Regions from separate parts of the Podarcis muralis genome. Here region 2 is linked to region 1. A link is a contact called in public Hi-C data. All regions are on one chromosome and are shown on one strand. The core of a region is the stretch at or near the end of the contact, and the rest is flanking DNA. Distances in the headings are between cores, read along the strand shown. Region 1 holds the start of NDUFV3 (NADH:ubiquinone oxidoreductase subunit V3). Region 2 holds the start of HSF2BP (heat shock transcription factor 2 binding protein).

Region 1 (6,746 bases), core at 2,597-5,096:
ACAGAGATGAACCTGGCCCTCCTGGAGCTGTTGGACTCCCAACTCCCATCAGTCTCAGCTAGCATGGCCAATGATAAGGGATGATGGGACTTGTAGTCCAGTATTCCTGTTCTAATGGCTAATTATAGAGAGTGTTTTCCTAAAATATCTGCCTTCTGTCTATTACACTGAAATTGCTAAATGGAGTTTAATAGGTTGACAGCTGCAAGTATTGCTGCTTTGAATGTTTTAATCTCTTAAAAGATGTTAGAATAATCCAATTATTTTAGAAATAAACCTTGATATTTTAGGTGAACCTGTGGCTTTAAAAGTTGCTATACAAGTCCTCTACACTGCCTAGAATATGGTAATAACCACTAGATGTAATTTTAAAAGTCTGAATCTTAACATTCTGCAGACCATTAAAACTAACAAACTTTTGTTCAATATTGTTACAAAATGTTATGCAAACCATCTTATAACTTGCATAATTAACAAATAAGAAAAGGTACCTTACTTTTTTTGGAGACTTTCTTATCACCCCCTGGTTTGGTGCAGAGAGATACAGCAGGAGGTACACTTCGAAGCCCCCATGCTTGCAACTTAAAAGTCTGTAAAAGAATTTGAAATAAGTAGAAAATCTGTAATAATTAGAAAGACACTTGATTTAATAATGTCATTTATAATTACTCAGGCTACAAAAAGTATAATACACAATGTACACAAATATGACTAAAAATCAGGCATATATGTACAGCAGTTGTGATGAAACAGACCACTCACTCCCTGCAATTCCTTCCAGAGCATAAACTGTGCAAATTAAGAAAACTATGAAATCTGAAATGTTGTCTTAAATAACAAAAGCCTATGCTGCTACATGTATACCCATTTGTACCAACAAGTATTCACATAGAACATGCACAAACTTTTAGAAATATAAAAAGACACCCTTACTCTCAAACAAATATTCTTACTTCAGGTCCTAGCCATATATATCAAATGCTTATGCACCTGTACAAATATACCTAGTTTTTTCCAGCCTCACGTAAAGGGGCATAAGTTTGGTACAAGTAAATGGACTTTACATTCAAATAAGGATTTTGACACAGCTCTGTGCAGATAAAACAGGTACAGTGCAAATAAATGCTTTTTTATTATTATATCTGGAAATGGTTACAGATGCCTTGCAATTAAGAGGAATGTTAAAACTTGGTGCTAGCACACTGAAGTGTGCTTCTTTCTCCTGCTCCAAATACAGAACTGATTGACAAGTGAATGTAATGTACAATTTGGGGTGCGGGTGGGAGAGAATGAAGACAACAACAACAACATACACCTTCTGCATCATTGTAGAATATTACATTAATGTAGGTTCACATCTAATAAAGCCACCATGCCTTTTACCTGGGCCGTAAGGAACTTTATTATTTTACCAGTGAAGAAATTATTGGTAGTCTAAAAGTGGCAAGTGGCACTAAACATACCTGAAGAAATACTCACTGCAGAATTTATAGCCTTATACAACTAGAAGATTTAAAGCCTGCACCACAACAACCTATAGTTTATAGCACCTGTTAAAGAGGAATATGAACACAAGCTAACCATGTCAGTACTTGCACTACTACTTCTATTATTTGGTTTGTTGACTGCTTGTTACTCGAAGGACTCCAAGTGACTTACAATTCTGCTAAAATCACAAATATATTATACCATAAAACAGAGCAACCAACAACCCCATAATAGCCACAGGACGCTTTGGCAGCATACTAATAACAAGCAATATAGTCTTAGTCTGTCAAAAGCCTGGGACAAAAGCTAAGCCTTTGCCTGGTGCCAAAAAGATGTCAATGAAGGCTTCAGTGGGGAGCAAATTCCACAGATACAAAGCCAAAACTGAAAAGGCCCTCTCCTTTGTCATTAGCCTCCCTCAGAAGGGAGAAGAGCCTCAAACAAAGATCTATGGGTCTCTCGTATAGGGAGAGGCATTCCAGAAGATACTGGAGTCCTGAGCAGGAAAGAGCTTTGTATGTCAAAACCATCACTTTGAATTGGGCTTGGAAGCATGCAGGCAGCTAGCAAAGTTGGAACAGACTAGGTGTTATATTATCTGTTCTTACAGACAAATTCATGGCTATGTTCTCTCTCTACTGTCAGAGGCATTATGCCTCTGAATAAAGTTGCTGAACATCACAGATGGGCAGAATGCTGTTGTGTTCATGTCCAACTTGCAGGCTTCCCTCAGGATGCTGGACCATAGCTGCGCCACTGGCCACTGGCTTGATCCAGCAGGCATGTCTTATGTTGCCTCAAATCCATCACCAGTTGGCCAGGCACATTCTGAACTAACTCAAGCTCTTAACATTTTCAAAGGCAGCCCCACATAAAACATATTGCAGCAATCCAGACTTGAGGTTACCAGAGCATAGATTACTGTAGCCAAGTTATCCCTACTAGATAGGTTTGCGAGTAGGCCACTAGCCTAAGCTGATGGAAGGAACTCCATGCGGCGGGGTGTGTGTGTGTGTGTCACAGTGTTGAGTTCATAGTTGGGGGTTCCCTTGAATCTACTGCTGAAGCACAGGTGGTGGTGGGTGGTGGTAAAGTGTCTGCATCTGGCATGAGTCCCCAGACAGAATGTAGGAGGAGATAACAGGCACTCAAATAAGGCTCTTTTGGGTGCAGGTCCCACCAAGCCCCCTTGGGAAGTTTAAGGTTTAAGGTTATAAAAGCAACAGCACATAGTCAGATGATCTATACTAGTTAGGGCTGTTAAACAGCATTAGGTAATGTAGGGTGCACTCTCTTTCTTTAAAAAGTAAGAAATATATTGATTGGTCAAGTCAGGGTCCAGAAAATCCTTCTAGACCTGCATTAATTGCAAAAAATCACAGTAGGCACTATGTGGCCCAGGAGCAATCAGGACTGGTTCATCCAATCCGTGTTCTAGAAAAAAAATGCAAGCACTTGTCCCATGAGCGAGGGCTAGGGTGTCAGCAAAGCAGCCCTCAGTGAGGTAGAACAATACAGCAACCGGCAACAGCAATTATGTGATTTTTCCATATCTCTCCCCAAATTAATGAAAATGTAATCTGCCAAGCATGCTCTAGTCTGACTTACAGTGGTTCTCCTGCTCTCCAAGGCCTCGGGAAAAGTTATTTCCTGGCTTTGCTACCAGAGATCCTTTACCTACACATGCCAGACTGAATTTGAGATCTTTTGGATGCAAATGTTGGGCGTTACCTCTGAGTGACAGCCTCCACCGTTCAATATCAATAAAAATAAATGATAGCATGAAAAGCCAAAATCAAAGAGGCAGCTAAGAGTTTGCCCATTGCCCTGCAGGCTTTGAAGTTACAGCTAAAACCCTACTGCAGGCTTCCTCAACCTCATCCCTCCAGATGCTTTTGGGACTACAATTCCCATCATCCCTGGTCCTGCTAGCTAGGGGTCATGGGAATTGTAGGCCAAAAACATCTGGAGGGCCGAGGCTGGGGAAGCCTGCCCTACTGCCATCTTCTCGGGAGTAAGTCCCACTGAAATCAGCAAAACTTACTGCCAAGGAATAATGCACTGACTCAAGCTGCACAACCCGGAAACGCCAGGTCGAATCCTGACGCACACAAGGTCCGTCCACGGGCACAAACATTATAAACGGCACTGTGGCGACGGAGCGGCCAGCCCGAAAGCGCCTCTCGGATCTTCACCCTCGGTTACCTTGAGCACGGCAGTACGGCCGCAGGAGATTAGCAGAGCCGTCGCCATGTCGGCGTCCCACCCAACCTCGTCCCTGCTGCAACCTCCGCCCAGGAGGAAAAGGTCCCTCCCCTGTCAAGGGTCTTGCTCTGCCCACATTCCCTGCAGTATCCAATGAGCAGCGCTCTCTTGCTGCTGAGTGACGGCAAGGGAGAGGTGGGGATTCCCGTTCCTCAACTGGGGAGGAGGGGCCCTTGCCAAGGAGTCCCGCAGTGACGTCATTTGCCGGCGACGGCTGTGTGGCTTCCCGCACGCGGCTCTGTTGTCAGGCATGGAGGCGGCTGACCCCGCCGGGGTTGCGGGTTCTTCCCCGGAGCTGGCCGTCTGTGGGGACCTGATGGTGGTCACCGGTGGAGCCAAGGTCCTGGCGGCCCTTTACAAAGAGCCTGGGTGAGTGAAACCGGGCCGAGGAGCTCCTGTTCAGCCTCTTCTAGCCTCGCTCTCCCGTCGTCTTGTCTATATATCTGCTGAGACTGCAGCCCTAACAGCATTTACCATTGAACTTACTCTGAGTAGGCACGGTTAAGATTCCGCTGTAAGGCAGCCGCTGTGTGAGAAGGGTTGTGTTTTTCCTTAACGGAGTGTGTAAAGCGGTAACCGGGTGACCCTTTAATTCTGATCAGTTACTTCAAAGCTGCCCTCCTTTTATACTCACAGTGGGTCAGGATCAATAACCGGTGGCAGTGTGCACACAGTTTATCCAGGCAGCTGGTCAGTGTGCATAATGCTGATCAGCTTAGAAAAGTTGAGTGACAACGCTGATCTATATAATTAGAGGAAATAGGCTGCAGTGCTCTTCCGACAAATGAAATGCTGGTCGGATGAAGGGGGTGGACAGCCTTTCTCCATCCTTATAGGTTTAGGATGATTGAATTTACATGTTTTTTCCTGCTAAAAAGGTTCCAAAATAGATAATGCTTTCAGAAGTAAAAGCAATCAGAGTACGCACGTTCTCTGCTTCTTATTTTCTGCACATTTTCTGCTTTGGAGAATGTATTACCCACTGCTCTTCTGAAAATATATGATCACTTGGGTTTCAAGATATTATATAATGAGTTGCTTTATTTTGAGTCAGCTACTCTAGGTAGACAGTGTATTGTTAGTGCTGACAATAGGTCTCCACGCCTATTGTTTTCTAACTTCCCATGGTTACTACCTGATCCCTCTTAATAGACGGATTCTGTAATTGAACTGTGAAATGGGTAAATCCCATTTAACTCAATGGGATATACTTCTGAGTGGAAATGTATAAAGCTGTGCTATAAGGAAGCTCTGTATCAGTCTCTGGCCAATAAATAATGGACCATTTAATTACATTTACTGTATAGAGGTACTGACATCTGTGGTAATAATGCAGAAGTTTGAAAAAAAGAACCATGTAAAAGATACTTTTCATAAAAGATTCTAAAACTTCTCTGTGTTTTCTGCCCTAGTATTTTCCATGTCTATATGTTCCTCTGCAATAAAATGAAACAGAAAACCTCATTAATTTTGAAATTTTACTGTTTAAAAAGGCATGGTAAGTAAGATGAGACACAACTGATACTATGCTTATTGGAAAATACTGACCTGATGTAATTATATAATTTCCAGGAATGAAGATATTTTCATTTATGACTGTTCCACAGCAACAGAGAAACTTCAACAGAATCAAGGGTAAGACTGTTTAAATTTTCCTTAATCTGCAGTAGGAAATCCGCTGCATTCCCATTTATTCAGAAACTCTGTTGAATGGCATTTACATCTCTTAGAGTTGTTGTTTGTAGCTGAAAATAAATGTTGCTGCTACCACCAATGTCACATAAAATACAAAAACAAATTGAGGAATACAAACTACTTATATGCAGTGATGCAGCTAATTGATTCTAAACCTTGGACTCAATAGTCCGGTATGGGATGGGGTTTTAAATGGTCGTGTGTTTTTCTTCAGTTGTGAACTACATAATTTAATATTTCTCCCTTCCACCACCATTCCACACTTTACAAGTGCTTCCACATCCCTGATCAGTTAGAGAAATATACCAAGCAAAAAACTATTTGACTACCCTAATAATAAAAAGTGTGCTGGGCATATGCAGTTTGTCATTTTTAAAACTCGCTTAAATCATAGCACCTACACAGATAAAATGGTGCTTGCTTCTGCTGCCCTGGTGCTCAGTGCATTTACTTGGGAATGAGTACCAGTACTGAAGAAGAGGAGTTTGGATTCAGCTTTATCACTACCCTAAGGAGTCTCAAAGCATCTAACAATCTCCTTTCCCCTCCTCTCCCACAACAAACACTCTGTGAAGTGAGTGAGGCTGAGAGATTTCAGAGAAGTGTGACTGGCCCAAGGTCACCCAGCAATTGCATGTGAGGAGCGGGGACACAAACCTGGTTTCACCAGATTATGAGTCTACCACTCTTAACCACTACACCACACTGTACTGTTCAGCTATTTTAAAGTAAAAATAGTACAGTGAATATCTGCAAACATGTATATTCCTGACTGGCTGCCTCCTAGCCGTAAAATGTTTTTTTTTAAATAAGAAGGAAGGTCTCTTTGCTGCTACCCCATCATCTGCCATTGGGTGGTGGGCTATAGATATCTCTGTTTCGACCATTGTTTATAAGAAAGGATTTGGTGTGTAAAGTTTTTTTTAAAAATCTGATCTTACTGCACACTTGTGGAAGGAAGGATACCCTCTGAAATAATAGAAAACATAATTCCATAAGGTATCCATTTACTTAGTAGTACAGATACTCTAGTCAATAAACGAATGTTGTATTGATCAAGCCTACTAAATAGCAATTCCTGTTCTTAGCAGTCTGAGGTAACTGGGTGCAAAACCTCTAGGTCTTGAATATTTTTTTACTTTCTCATTGTTTTTAGAGATGACGGAAAGTCAGCGGGTGAAGCAAGTAACGATATCCTTGCCTGCACGTTTTCTTCATCAGGAACCTACTTTGCTCTGACTGATGACAACAAACGACTGATCCTTTTTCGTACGAAACCGTCTTGGGAATGTCTGAGT
Region 2 (6,746 bases), core at 1,416-3,915, 400 kb before region 1:
GTTCGATAACTCCTCCTAAAAATGAAAGGATTTTTTTTAGTATACAGTGTTCCAAGAGTAGATTCCATTTTTCTATTTCAGAAACTACCTCCTCACTCCCAAACACTGAAACTGCTTTCTAAACTCCCCCAAACAAAGAAAAGACTATTTGAGAATTTGACCAATAAGGTCAAAATATATTATCACAGTGGTCTGAAATAGTAGACAAATGAAAAACCTTCTTACCCAAAACAGGGTGGACATTTCAATGCAGAAGTTGGTCAGAGACAGACCTATAACATAGTCTTCTGTGCTACCTGTACAGTAGCAAACATGTCTCCAAATTTCAACCACTTACTATTTACTTACCACACTCCTCACCCTGTACAATTGTCTTTCATGTTGTTTTGGGGACAAAGGAAAAATCACCTCCAAAATCCAACTGAACAATGAGCATTTTGTTACCCCCATATACTGTAACATGCCAGAGGGGGAAAATACACGAATAAAAGCATAAGCAACATCAGTGCACGATGAAGGGCCACAATGTCCCCTCCAGCCATTACACTGCTCCAGAGGGTGGAGCAGGCAAGGTCCATAGACAACTGCTCCATTCAACGGCAATGCATCCTTACACAGATTGTACATACCTGAAGCAGGGGTTTATCCTGCATCCACATGCAATAGAACAGTCCTTTCCATATTTTCAGCCATTCTTCCTGGCTAAAGGTACCTGGAGCAACAGAAGTAAAAGGAGGCAAGTTTCTCCAGTCTGTCCTACAAAAAGCCCCTAACCCCTAGAGATAACGGGAGCCTATTTGCCCATGAAGAGCGGCGCCTCCCCTTCAACCGTACCATGACTCCACACTCGCTTATCACACCGACCCTCAGTAGTTCACACGGTACCTGAGAAGCAGAGCCCAGTTGCAAGCACCTCACGTCCCGGCACCCACGTGCCCGCTCAACCCCACGCCCGCCTTTCCCTCCTCAGTCCTGTCGCTGCTTCGGGCGGCTGTTCTTCTGCCCCACGCGCTGCCCTCTCCGCCGCTCCAGCAACCCGGGGCGCCCGGCTGCTCTGCCCCACCAGCGCCACGTGCTTCCCCCGCATCCCTTCCCCGCTCTTACTCGCCGGGCTCCGAGTCCGGAGAGCGAGGTAGCCGCGCAGCTTCTTCAGCGCCCGGTCCCGAACTCGCTTCTCGTTGGCGGCCAGCCTCTGTGCGAACTGAACCTCCGGAGGCTGCGCGGCGGCGGCGGGAGCCATGACACCCCCACCAGCCCTGCTCGCCGGAGAGAGAGAGAAAGGTAACGCGCCGCCCTACGTGGGCCGAGCCCGGGCAGCCTCCCGGACGCCTGGGGATGACGTCACAGCCGCTGCTCCGTCGCATACCCACAGGCGCAGAACGCCGCGAGCCAGCCAATTCGGCCGCTGGAGAGAAAGAGGCGGGGCATAGTGGAGGGGACAAGGCGGCGCGTGGCGCTCGAGGCAGCGAGTGGCGCAGCGTGCTACCCTACCCAGTCAAATAGGGCGTTTAATATGCCCTCCTCTTTATACCCAAGTTGCGAACGAGAATACGATCAAGTTAAAAATACACGGTCAACAAAGAGGGGAAATATAATCCAATATCAAAAAAGCATGCTATGGGACCTACTCCCAGGTAACAGCACATCGATACACAGAAATCTCCTCCATTGAGTTCGATGAGGCTTTACCCCAGGTCAGAACTAGAGCCCCAGCGGGTGTAGGGTTGCAACCTTATTCCCACCGAAGTCATGGTTTTACCTTTGCGAAAAGACTGAGGGCGTTTTAGTTCAAGGCGAGTAAATAGGGGTGACGTGACAGGTGCAATCAACGCCACACTCGAATCAGCCACTGCAATGCTGGCATCCGTCTGTTTCGAGGGACAATCTGGACTGGAGTATGCTTCCGGGCGTGAAGTCAAACCGCTACTTTAGCAGCACAGAAGTGACCTCTCCGGGGAGCAAGTCCGGGCAGTGTGCATAGAGGCCCTGGGCTGCCCAGGCGACAAGACCCCCCCCCTCTCGGCCTCACTGATGGTCCAAAGGAAAGCAGAGCAATGCTTTATATGAGAGCTGGGGCTGGTCGTAAAGGCAGCTAGCTGTTCGATTTTTGTTGGCAAAGGATAATGTCACAGATGCGGATCTTCACTCAAATACTACAAAAGAAACAAAAATTATTTTATTGCTAACCTATACAGAACCGATTTCATGTAAATTGCATCACCCTACATTGCAGGGGGTTGGGCTAGATGACCCTTGGGTACCTTCCAACTCTACACTTCTATGATTCCTCTTAACAGACTGTGCGCGCATCGCGAGGAATCTCAATTTTATCCCCTGCTTCACATTCCCGTGCCATTCCCCCCCCCCCCGTCTTCTCTCAGGCTTGAGTTCACCCTTCCACCAAACGGAGCTCGCCGCTGATAAAGGAGGAGCGAAGGGTTTCTTCAAAATTAATCTCTATGGTTTTTTGCGCGAGCTTCCAACGTTAAGTATGGAGTCTCCGCCACAGAGGTGCGAAAGGTGTAGAGCGGACACCATCGAGAATTTGGACTCGGGGCGGCTTCCGAATTCGGAACGGAAGTTCCGAGGTGCGTGACCCCACCCACTTCCTCCCACCCTCCTCCTATCACGCGTTGGGAGGGTTAGCTGGGCGGGGCCAGAAGGGACTCCTATTTCGCTCGCTCGCTCGTTCGCTTGCTTCGCGGCTGGCTGGCGTTGCTATGAAGCGCGCGAGCCGAGGCAGCGCGTGCTGCCCGCGGGAGGGCGAGCAGGTAGCGCGAGGGCTCGGCCCAGGAGGACGAAGGAAGCGCCTCGGCCTGCTCTCGTTCCGTTAGGATCCGGCGCTGAGCGCGGGGATGAGGGACGAGCCCCTCTTCGCCCTCCTCACAGCAGCCTCTGAGGCACCTTCGTCCCCTGTCCTGTTCCCGCCTCTACCCCACAAAACACACCGGGGGACGTTGGGATAGCCGCGCGCTCTCAAGCTTAAATGATACGATGGTTGAGGGGATAAAAAAAAGGGAGAAGGGCAGTTGTGGGTGCAGCCTCCAGCTCCTTATAAAGGGCGACCTTGGCCCAAACATGGAGTCAGATACGCCCTTCTGCTCTTTCCCCTCTCTTCCCCTGTCTGTGTCACAGACAACAGAGGCCAGCAGGCCTAGCAGTTAACAGAACTGGGGCTAGTGGGAGTTGTAGTCCTGACAACTTTTGGAGGGTCAAAAGTTATCGAAAACTTTATGACTGGAACATTTTCCTTGGTGCGTGGTGGCTTTGGAGTCATGGAGTGAAATGTGAGGCATCCGGATTCTTTTGCTAGTGCTTACGATGGTGCCTTCAATTTGTCATTCAGAACTGAGAAATAGTTGTTTACAACACCCCTGTAATGTAGGCTTCTGGACTTGGAAACTTAGGTTGGATTGTAGTTGGGGGGAGGGTGAAGAAATTTCAGGGGTCTTAAAAGCTGAAAACAGTTCTAGAATGTGGCCAACATGTCATATACGGTAAATAGTAAGTGCAGAGAAAAAGATAATGAGTTTTTGTTTCTGTTACAGAAAGTGGAGACGCAAGGGGAATTTGTTAAAGTCAGAAAGAGAGCTTTGGAGAGGCTGACTACTGAAGTGATGCAGCTACATGACATTTTGCCCAAAATACTGAATTATGATATCTTGGAGAACTTGCAGAAATTGGATGCTGTTGAAACAAGTGAGTTCTTAGGTTCTGTCATTAATGCTATAAAATCATTAATGCCATAAAAGCAGCTTCAAGCGAACAACTTAAGTTTGTGGTGGTGGTGGTGAATATTCTTGAAGTAACTGGAAGTTGAATAATCGAGGTCCAAGTTAGATAGGACATAGAAATGTTTAACTCATTCTTGACCTAAAGAAAATACTTGTGGTTGGGTGAGAAGAGGATTTCAAAATGTCAGAGAGATAAGGGAATGCCCAATCCTTTCCTTGTCTGATGCTCCTCTGTTGCAAATCTTCCCTGGGGAAAAACAGCTTTGGGAGGGAATAGTGATTTGGAGTGGAGAAATGGTTGGCAGGAAAAGGGTTAAGCACCCGCCTTTTCACTGCTTCTCTCCAGCACCTTCTTTACATATTTCTCATGGCAGAATCTGAGCTTTTTCACTTAGCCACATTTTATATTGCTACTGATTAGTGGTTACATGTGCATTATAGTAAAGTGGTACCTCAGTTTACAGATGCTTCAGATTACAGACTCCGCTAACCCAGAAATAGTACCTCGGGTTAAGAACTTTGCTTCAGGATGAGAACAGAAATTGTGCGGTGGCGGCGCAGCAACAGCGGGAGGCCCCATTAGCTAAAGTGGTACCTCAGACTAAGAACAGTTTCAGGTTAAGAACGGACCTCCAGAATGAATTAAGTTCTTAACCCGAGGTACCACTGTATTTGAGAATTTTTGTTCTTCTTTTTATTGTTTTACTTGAGCCCTCCATTTTTTACAGTTGTGGAAAGGAAAGATATTGAAGTGGAGCAATTAAGAATGGATTGTGAACACTATAAAGCCCGTTTAGAAGCAGCCCAAGCAGATTGTATGAAAGAAAGAAAGGTAGGTAGATTATTAGCTGAAACCCACTTTTTTTACATACATAATTGTGCTATACCTCTAACAAGGGCAATCGTAAACATGCCTACTCAGAGGTAAGTTCAGTGGGACTTAACTCCAGCTAAGTGTAGGAAGAAGTGCAATGTCCATACGTGTTGAGACAGTCGGGGGGGCATGCTTTACTGCACTGGCAACCCCCTCTTTTTGTAGAAGCTTCCTGCAAAAAGAGGTATGAAAGAAGGTTCATTCTGTCTTATGGTAGCCTGTTACATCCTACAAGTTGCTTGGGGAGTTTCTGAGCCCTACTGCAAAGACCTAGCCGAGGTATAAGAAAAAACAAAAGAGAAGCTTTGGATTAATCTTTCCAGAGTTCTGTGGATTTAGAATTTCCCAAAATCTTGTGTAATATTCTCAGTAAACAAGGGATAACATTAGCATCTATGCCATTCATCACGTGGAAAAGATTCCAGGGAGAAATTATGGAGAATTGCTTTTTAATGCCAATGAAGCTAAATAATTGTATTAGGAAAACAAGGAAGGCAACAGTCTCGCATACAGATGTACAAATAAAACCAGCAGAGACTATCTAACTTAGCCAGTTACCTGCTTGAGTATTTTCTTGGATTTCAGAGCATGTTCAGAGTTCCTGGTAAAACAGAGGTTCTGAGAGAGAGAGCGAGCATCTTTGACTCTTGCTTAGGTGTTTCCCAGAATATAAAAAACTGAAATGAAAGTTTCACATATTTATGGGAATCGGAGACTAAGAAAAGTTGGCCTCCTTCCCATGATGGGTTATTGCTTGGTTCTGTCATGAAACCTCTTCCATCTCTGATGTAATTGTTCTCTGGCCAGCTACAAAATTACTTGGAGGTAAGTTCCACCTTTTAAGCAATTTTACAGCTGTACAGTATATCGAAAAATTTAAAGCTACATTTGGATGCAACATTGTGAAAAATCTTCAATCCTGAGTGTTGGTTCAGAAACAGTTAAGGATATATGGTTCATACTAAGGGTTCCAGATGCTCTAAGTAGCACTGTGGAGGTCCATCAGAACATAGCTGTTTGTAACATATGTCAACTCACATTGAGCTCAGTGAGAGTTCCAAGTAACTATTGATTGCAACTGTTGTTGACATTTTAGACTACAGTCCTCCAGTCACTTTCCTGGTAGTAAACGCCATTGACTTTAGTGGGATTTGCCTCTGTACTTTTCATGTATATTAACCTACAATACAGGACTTTCCTGCTGGTTTGCTGTCTTATCTTCATGCTAGCATATCACAGGAATGATTCAATTACTGTATTTTTCGCTCCATAGGGTGCACCGGACCATAGCACGCACCTAGTTTTTTTTTGGGGGGGGGAGATTTTTTTTTATTCCACCCCCCCCCGCCCCAAAGAGCCAAGACAGCCAGCGGGATCCATCCCACTGGCTGTCTTGGCTTCCTCTTTAGCCACGCGCAACCTCTCCAGGCGGCAGAAGCTGCACGTGGCTTTGTTTTTAGCCGCAGGGCTGGGATGGGGGAAGCCCAAGCTTCCCCCGCCCCCCGCCCCCAGAACAGGCTACTATCTGCAAGCCTTTGGAGCCTGCTGGGAACTCCCGCCGCACTCAGAAGGCTTGCGGATAGCTGCCTGAAGCCTCGAGAGCGAGAGGGGTCAGTGCGCACCGACCCCTCTCGCTCTCCAAGTTTCAGCGAAAGCCTGCATTCGCTCCATAGGATGCACACACATTTCCCCTTCATTTTTGGAGGGGGAAAAGTGTGTCCTATAGAGGGGAAAATGCGGTAATTTAGTGTTACTGGATCTTTTCTAGCTAGGATTAATTCTGTAGTGTAATTTCTTGAATTGTTTTCATTTTTCCTTTCTGGACAAGGTTTGTGGAATGTCTGCTATTTCTGCTTCATCCACCTCCCCATTCCTTTATGTGCAGCTCCATGCACACTTACCTTTAAATTCTATATAGCTTATTTGCAGGTGTTGTAACTCCATCTTCACATGGAGAATGCATTTTTACCACGCTGATAGAGGAACAATTGTATCAAAAGTGTACTAGTTTACATAAGATGTATCAGGCAAGAGTTTTCAGGAGAGATCTAACAAATCTTTTGAGTTCTGTTTCCCTCCAAACCTCCTTGTGGTACCAAAGACAAAAGCTTGCCCCTTTGCCAAAGAGGGAGCTGCAC

Evidence for each region. A called contact is a pair of places that touch in the nucleus more often than the background predicts.
Region 2: a Hi-C map of blood shows a contact between it and region 1, with 4 times the contacts expected there. The contact joins the promoter of HSF2BP here to the promoter of NDUFV3 in region 1. A contact is called at or near these places in 2 of 3 Hi-C or Micro-C datasets (blood and tail).

The regions. Positions count from the first base shown.
Region 1 is chr4:57,025,960-57,032,705 of rPodMur119.hap1.1, reverse strand. It overlaps NDUFV3 (NADH:ubiquinone oxidoreductase subunit V3), which reads right to left and starts at 3,846. Exons shown (of 4, transcript XM_028727273.2): 1 at 3,694-3,846; 2 at 497-590. The coding sequence starts at 3,741. WDR4 (WDR4 tRNA N7-guanosine methyltransferase non-catalytic subunit) reads left to right here and starts at 3,943. Exons shown (of 11, transcript XM_028727272.2): 1 at 3,943-4,122; 2 at 5,326-5,388; 3 at 6,605-6,746. The coding sequence starts at 4,004.
Region 2 is chr4:57,421,432-57,428,177 of rPodMur119.hap1.1, reverse strand. It overlaps HSF2BP (heat shock transcription factor 2 binding protein), which reads left to right and starts at 2,665. Exons shown (of 8, transcript XM_028727305.2): 1 at 2,665-2,771; 2 at 3,549-3,699; 3 at 4,463-4,566. The coding sequence starts at 2,721. It overlaps RRP1B (ribosomal RNA processing 1B), which reads right to left and starts at 1,347. Exons shown (of 16, transcript XM_028727303.2): 1 at 1,105-1,347; 2 at 630-712; 3 at 1-15. The coding sequence starts at 1,240.